2 separate regions of the Mus musculus genome follow, and region 2 is linked to region 1. Evidence: chromatin contacts called from public Hi-C data. All regions are on one chromosome and are shown on one strand. The core of a region is the stretch at or near the end of the contact, and the rest is flanking DNA. Distances in the headings are between cores, read along the strand shown. Region 1 overlaps Pag1 (phosphoprotein associated with glycosphingolipid microdomains 1). Region 2 has its middle 55 kb from the start of Pmp2.

Region 1 (3,715 bases), core at 1,148-3,647:
ACAGGGGAAAAAAATTCCTAAACAACACCAATGGCTTGTGCTGTAAGATCAAGAATTAACAAATGGGACTTCGTAAAATTGCAAAGCTTCTGTAAGGCAAAGGACACTGTCAATAAGACAAAAAGGTCATTAACAGATTGGGAAAAGATATTTACCAATCCTAAATCCGATAGAGGGCTAATATCCAATATAGAAAAAGAACTCAAGAAGTTAGACTCCAGAAAACCAAATAACCCTATTAAAAATGGGGTGCAGAGCTAAACAAAGAAGTCTCAACTGAAGAATGGCTGAGAAGCACCTAAAAAAATGTTCAACATCCTTAGTAATCAGGGAAATGCAAATCAAAACAACCCTGAGATTCCACCTCACACCAGTCAGAATGGCTAAGATCAAAAAGTCAGATGACAGCAGGTACTGGAGAGGATGTGGAGAAAGAAGAACACTCCTCCACTGCTGGTGGGATTACAAGCTGGTACAACTACTCTGGAAATCAGTTTGGCAGTTCCTTAGAAAATTGGACATAGTACTACTGAAGGATCCAGCACTACCACTCCTGGGCATATACCCAGAAGATGCTCCAACATGTAATAAGGACACATGCTCCACTATGTTTATAGAAGCCTTATTTATAATAGCCAGAAGCTGGAAAGAACCCAGATGTCCCTCAACAGAGGAATTGATACAGAAAATGTCGTACATTTACACAATGGAGTACTACTCAGCTATTGAAAACAATGAATTTATGAAATTCTTAGAAGACAAATGGATGTATCTGTTGGATATCATCCTGAGTGAGGTAACCCAATAACAAAAGAACATATATGATATTCACTCACCGATAAGTGGATATTAGCCCAGAAGCTCAGAATACCCAAGACACAATTCCCAAAAAACATGAAACTGAAGAAGGAAGACTAAAGTGTGGATACTTCGATACTTCTTAGAAGGGGAAACAAAATACCCATGGAAGGAGTTACAGAGACAAAGTGTGAAACAGAGACTGAAGGAGTAACCATCCAGAGACTGCCCTACCTATGGATCCATCCCATATACAGTCACCAAACCCAGAACCTATTGTGGATTCCAACAAGAGCTTGCTGACAGGAGCCTGATATAGCTGTCTCTTGAGAGGCTCTGTAGGTGCCTGACAAATACAGAAGTGGATGCTCATAGCCATCCATTGGACGGAGCACAGGGTCCCCAATGAAGGAGCTAGAGAAAGTACCCAAAGAGCTGAAGATGTTTGCTGAGGAACAATATGAACTAACCAGTACCCCCCAGAGCTCCCTGGGACTAAACCACTAACCAAAGAAAACACATGGTGGGACTCATGACTTTAGCTGCACATGTAGCAGAACATGGCCTAGTCAGTCATCAGTGGGAGGAGAGGCCCTTGGTCCTGTGAAGGTTCTTTGCCCCAGTATAGGGGAATGTCAGAGCCAGGAAGCAGGAGTGGATGGGTTGGTGAGCAGGGGGAGGGAGGAGGGGATGGGGGTTTTCAGAGGGGAAACTAGGAAAGGGGATAACATTTGAAATGTAACAAAGAAAGTATCTAATTAAAAAAAAAGAAACAAACAGAGGTTTAGTCCATTATCATATGGTGGGCTTACAGCTTCAGAGGTTTAGCTTATTATCATCAAGGCTGGAAGCACAGCAGCGTGCAGGCAGACAGGGTGCTGGAGAAGGAGCTCAGAGTTCTACATCTTGATCTGAAGGCAGCAGAACCAAACTGGGTGCCACACTGGGTATAGTCTGAGCATGGCTACAATCCAGGCTTGTCACAAAGAGTTGGAACCACAAACCGCAGCCTGGCTGGCCATATTGTATCCAAACCCGGCCTTCATTCACTACCCCAAAGAGCTGACTTGGCCCTGTATCAAGTCTGATAGAAAGCTAACATTGTGGCTTGGCCATCTAAAATGTGGATATGGCAGAGGGGATGAGGGGACAAGGAGATGGTAAATGAAAGTGAGTACCCTTGGGTTCTCACAAAACTTCATAAGGCTGAAATGTAAACATTTCTGAAAACTGGATACCTTATTTTCTACCTGAATTTGCTCCAAAACTTCACTTGAACTGCTTTAGGGTTTTCCTTTATGCAGCTAAATATAAATATTGATTCACTTTGGTGCAGAAGTGACTACAACTTCTAGAAACTAGCAATCCCTGAGTCGACTGCTTTTCTTTAGGGGGAGCATTGCATTACCTTTGTAAAAGCTGGCTTTTGTTTGTCTCACTGTGTAGCCTTGGCTGGTCTGAAACTTGCTATGTAGACCAGGCTGGCCTCAAGGTCACAGCTGTCCCGGGCCTCCACCCCTGGGTGGTAAGATGAGCACTGTCATGGCCCATGTAACAGCTGAGCTACACTGGCATTGGGAGAGGTTGCCTTTGCACCGCCTCCAGACAGGCAGGGTTCCCAGTGTTGATTCTTTTGATGTTCCCCCAAATGATACAGGCACTTGCCTGACCTCAGCTCCGTGATTTCTACATGATTTTATTGGATCGATTCACCGGGCGAAGAGTTCAGGAGAAGGGCTGATATCAGAGACAAGCTGAAAAGCAGGCTCATGGTCTACTCTAAAACACGGCTGCACTGCACACAGGCATATCTTCCTGGCTGTATGCCTTCACTTTAATAAACATATCCAAATCTGCTTACAGTATGTAAATATGAGCAATGAAAAAGTGATACTGACTTTGAAGAAAAGATGACAAATTACATTTTTACTGGTAAAAATTAGAATTCCAAATGAAATGTTTGGATGATTTTTTTTTTTTTAAGGTGAAGCACAGAGAAAGACAAGTGAGATTCAGAAGTGCCCGGTCATGGCTGCAGGGACAGGGACAGGGACAGGGACAGGGACAGGGACAGGGGCAGGGGCAGGGACAGGGACAGGGGCAAGGGCAGGGACAGGGACAGGGACAGGGACAGGGACAGGGACAGGGACAGGGACAGGGACAGGGACAGGGACAGTTGAGAGCCCGGAGACTCCCTATGACAGGCTCAGGGCTCCTCTTGGGACTGAGCAGCTCCGGTGTGGCAGGAGTTGTCCCATTCTGTGCGCTCCTAAACGCCAGAGCACTGCTCAGTCAGCACAGACTGCGGCACACAGAGTACACCTCCAACAGAACGTGAAAGACTCTATCAACTTATAGAGCAACGTTTTGCTACGTCAACAGCACCATCCTCTCTTAACATTTCAGATGAACAGCCCTGAAGTAGGAAGACAGTCAGTGCTGCGTCTTCCTGAACAGTAGGGAACGTGAAGGCTCTTACTTGTAAAAGACGGACGGATATCACTGTAGACAGAGAACACAACGAACAGGGATTCTCTGAATACAGACCTTGGCGTCGTAGGTGAAGAAAAGATGAGAAATTCTCTTTATTCTATATGTAACTGTGGAGAAGTAAAAGGATTATTCCAGCCCAGGGATTGTGGAGCTCTTGAAAATACATAGAAAAGGGTCTAAAGGCCCAATGCCCTGTGGCCATGAGCGGTCTGAGGAGTGTGCACACCGCAGCCAGCATGGCGCTGGTTATTAGGAATTGTATCTAACTGCTTTGAAAATGCTGTTGAATATTTATTAAAGGAAAAGATCCATAATAATTCCGGTTTTGACATGCTACTATTAGCAAATAACTCATCTGGTTGGCAAGGTTATGAAGTGTGGAGGGAGGGACGGTTAGCTTTAAGAGTAAGGGTGATAACACTGT
Region 2 (4,027 bases), core at 983-3,482, 310 kb after region 1:
CATTAACAGTCATGAAAAACAGACAAGCCTGTCGTGTTCCAGAGCCTTCCGATTTGTGTGAGAGGAGGTTATAGAAAAAGAGTTGCTTGAGATGTCCAGTCACGCCTGGGAACGTCGGTAGGCTGTTTGGTGTGATTCTAATCCTGATCACAGTTTGGGGTACACAAACCACCATCTGCTGTCATGATTTGTCTCGGTCCTTTTAACCGGAGTGTTTTAGCAATCACATTGTGGTGCTTTCAGGTAAGACAAATGCTAAAGGCAAATTAGCCCTGTGAATTAAGGAGCCACGCTATGACAATAAGAATTAGCAAGCAGTCTGCAATGTGTGCTTCCTAAGGGACGGTGTTATGGAAAAATCTCAGCATCAATTCCATTAACCAGAGTGCCACTAACAGTTGCCCTACTTCCCTCTTTTCTAAGCAGACAAATGTTACCCTCATTTCCAGGCCTGTTGAGCTTGCCTAACAATGCAACTGCAAACCCTGCTGTACCTGGAAGAACCCAGATGGTCACGTGAAAACTCATCGATGTTGAAGGTCACTGGGTGCACTGATGTTATTTGTAGTTGTCTGTTGCAATTCCCATAAACTGGAAACTCTGCTCAGGTGATGTCTGGTCTAATGCCTCCTCCCTACTAATGCATTGCCAACACTGAAAAAAGAACTCAACAAGTGATGAGGCTTCAGGAAACATGACCAAAGCAAATCATCTCCCTGATTCCTGCTGTCTGTCAAGCACTGAGTCAGGTTCTGAATATGATCAAACTCCAGTACTGGAAATTTCCACAGTATAGAGATCCAGGGGAACACAGAGAAGGAGGTCTGGCCTCTGCTAGTCATACCTTAATGCACAACATGGTGAAAGAAAGAAAGGTGGCTCAACAGGTAATGTCAATTGCCACCAAGCTAATCACCTGAGTTTCATCTCAAGACATACACAGTGTGAGGAGAGAACCGGCTTCTGAAAGTTGTCCTCTGATCTCTACATGTGTATGTCATTGCAACTCTCCCTAAATAAATCAACAAGTAAACAGTTTTGAAAAGAAAGACTTGGGGAGTTACAGTAGGGGGGCAGTTAAGCTGGTAATGGACCAGGATGTAGCAATCAGCAGACAAAGTAGAAGAATGAGACTATTCTAGACAAAAAGAATAGGGTGCTTAGCCAGGCAATGGTGGTACACACATTTAATCCTAGACCTTGGGAGGCAGAGGAGGCTCTAAGTTCAAGACTAGCCTGGTCTACTGAGCGAGTTCCAGGATAGCCGGGGCTACACAAAGAAATCCTTTCTAAAAAAGAGCAAGCAAAAAGAGAAAAGCCAAAACCAAAACCAAACCAAACCAAAACCAAGGTGCTTAAAGTGCTTTGAGGTTTGTGAATCTATAGGAAACCATATGTAAAAAGCATGACCAGCACTCCGGCCCTGTGAGGTGGCTGGCAAAGGCTTGAAAGGCAACCAAAGAGAACTTCAGCCAGTTCAGGAAGGCACTGAGGATAATTGCACTGGAGAATGTTGGACTCTGCATAAGTGGATGAAGGATGGGGATGTAAGAGCAAGGTACCCTGTCTTACAGGGACCACTGATGAAACAGATGCCTGGATTCGAAGGCACTCACCAGGATGGCAGTGGTTATGGCCAATAGATAGAGGCTGAGCTAACAGGATTAGCTAACTAAAGGAGGTGTGGATTACACAATGGCTTCTTTCTGCAAAGATGAATATACCCAGATGGCGTTTATTATGGCAAAAGACAGAAGAGCAGGAACAGCTTCTGGGAAATGAGTTTGGCTTAAAGATGTCATTGAGGGCATCAGCATTGATAATTGCATGGTGATGAAGACCAAGTCATTGGAATGTGTCCCCAAAGCTCGAAAAACAATGCCAAAGCTGAAACTGCGTTAGGAATGGTCTTCTTTAGGAGTGATGATTGCAGCTTTAAATGAGATCAGGAGACATGTCAGCGAAAGAGACAGGAAACTACGGACTGAAGATTGAGTAGAGAGAGCATAGAGTGTCATGGTGGGAGTGGAGTGCTGAGGGTGTAGCCATAGAAACCAGAGAGGGGTTCTTTACAAAGGAGAGGAATGGTCAGTGTCTGATGATGCAGAGGACTTAAGGACCTATGATGTTACGGGTTGTGACTATAACCAGGTCAGGATTGACAGAAAGGATTATTTGCTAGTCTTGGATCTGCTGGGCTTAGGTCACCTTCACATTGGATCCAGATTTGACTTCTGAGCAACCATTGATTTCTGTTTCATGAAACAAAGTACATTTCATGATACTTTTGGATGTGCCGGCTCTTCAGAGAAATGAATGTTTTTCAGTAATTGAAGAACTAGACGAGGATAAAAGTGTTGGAACAGTGACCTGTATAAAGGGAGAAGCAGCACAGGAAGGCCCACCCTTCTCCACTTCTGAGCCAGGGGGAGTTTCTGGCTTGTGATAGTTAACTCCTGGGATGTTTGAACAAGTTTAGTGTTGCCTCAGTTGATAATTGAAGGATACCATAAAGGTGAAAGGGGAGGGAAGAGTGGCTTGTTACATGAGATGTTCTATGTTTATGGTTGGAAGTAGTATCCCTGAAGGCAGGCAAAAGGGAAGGTAATAGGAATAAACTCAGCACAAAGGGTTTGTGGTAGAGCTCAGTGCCTGAATTTCTTGCAATGGACACCAAGTAGGGCTGACTTCTAACTTCAGACCTTGTTCCTTAGAATAGTATGAAGGCATTGCAGAGATAATTTGCTCCTGAAGGACGAGCTTCATCTTGAGAGATGGACAGAACTCCCAAGGACAGGACACACACCTGTAACACAACAGACTGGAGGCTGAGGCAGGAATCACATAAGATGCTGCCAACCAAAGACAGGGTATGGTGGCACTTGCATTTAATCCTAGCACTTGGGAGGCAGAGGCAGGTAGATCTATGAGTTTGAGGCCAACCTGGTCTATATAGCACGGTACAGGCAAGACATGACTGCATAGTGGATTGTTTATCAAAACAAACAAAAAATTCACAAACGAACAAATAAAACCAATACAACAACAACAACAACCAAACAAAAAGAAAAAGCAGACCTGATTAGAAAGAATCAAAGATCGAAGCCAAAATGGGACACTAAGTTTCAGATATCTGAGGCTGAGACCATATTCCCTTCATTTTCTGTTCCTAGAAGATTTCATGATTAATAGGATATTAAAGCCTCCTAAATAGCAATTTGATGATCACATAGAGTAGGCAATGCATGGTCTTATGAAAGCACATGTTACAATGTTACATGTGACACAACCATTGGGTTGTGAGGATATCCAGCTATAGAAGTACTCAGAAGCTCATGGAGTGGTAAGGACAAGTCTGCCAGAATGTGATAGGAGGGAAAAGAGGCAGGGGCTCAGGGTCAGGATCTATGTCCCAAGAGAAGAGGACAGAGTTAATATCTAAGTGCTAATACTGAGGAGTAGTTGCTAAAGCAAGCCCAGGACTAGAGAGTAAGACAGGAGCCTTGCTATCAGGCTGGCTATGAAATCCTTCCTTCCCTGGTGGGTTAAGTGTCTTCTACATGCCAAGTATATCACTAACATCAACAATAAGCAAATATTCTTGTAGGAAATGAAGCAAACCTGTGAGAGTTAAGTAAAGTTCTAAGAACAATGTAGGAATGCAGTAGGCAACGAGGGAGATGTGAGTTTTGATCTTAAGTTGGGTATTGTGGTGTCATTGAGGAGCCATTGAATAAAGATACAGACAGAGAGCTAGTAGAGTGATTCACTTGAAGAAGGGTGGTTTGGGAGAGGGGGAGAAGGAATAGCTCAGAGGTCCTGAGGCTGCAGTAGACATGGAACTTTCTAGAAACAGGAGGGCTTAAAGAACAATGAAGTCAGAAAGTGAAAATGCATATGATGACAAGGTTAGAGGGGAGGCAGAAAGGCACAGATAAGTTTGACCGGTTGGGATAGGGCAGGCATACTGAAACCTTGCTTCTCTAGGAGCAACACTGATCCTCCAGACCAAGGTGTGCTGGGAGAT

Evidence for each region. A called contact is a pair of places that touch in the nucleus more often than the background predicts.
Region 2: a Hi-C map of liver shows a contact between it and region 1, with 2.5 times the contacts expected there. The contact joins two enhancer-like sites. A contact is called at or near these places in 2 of 484 Hi-C or Micro-C datasets (both in liver) and 1 of 115 datasets of contacts at active chromatin or transcription factors (bone marrow-derived macrophages).

Annotation. Positions count from the first base shown.
Region 1 is chr3:9,819,279-9,822,993 of GRCm38.p6, forward strand. The region is part of intron 1 of Pag1 (phosphoprotein associated with glycosphingolipid microdomains 1); the gene reads right to left. Among named protein-coding and RNA genes, the nearest start is that of Pag1, 13 kb to the right of the region's middle. Within about 2 kb of position 2,398, at least 9 of the 459 cell types and tissues checked have an H3K27ac peak or open chromatin away from gene starts, as enhancers often do. A contact at or near this core is called in liver, where this site is marked.
Region 2 is chr3:10,127,154-10,131,180 of GRCm38.p6, forward strand. No RefSeq gene overlaps it. Among named protein-coding and RNA genes, the nearest start is that of Pmp2, 55 kb to the right of the region's middle. Within about 2 kb of position 2,233, at least 3 of the 459 cell types and tissues checked have an H3K27ac peak or open chromatin away from gene starts, as enhancers often do. A contact at or near this core is called in liver, where this site is marked.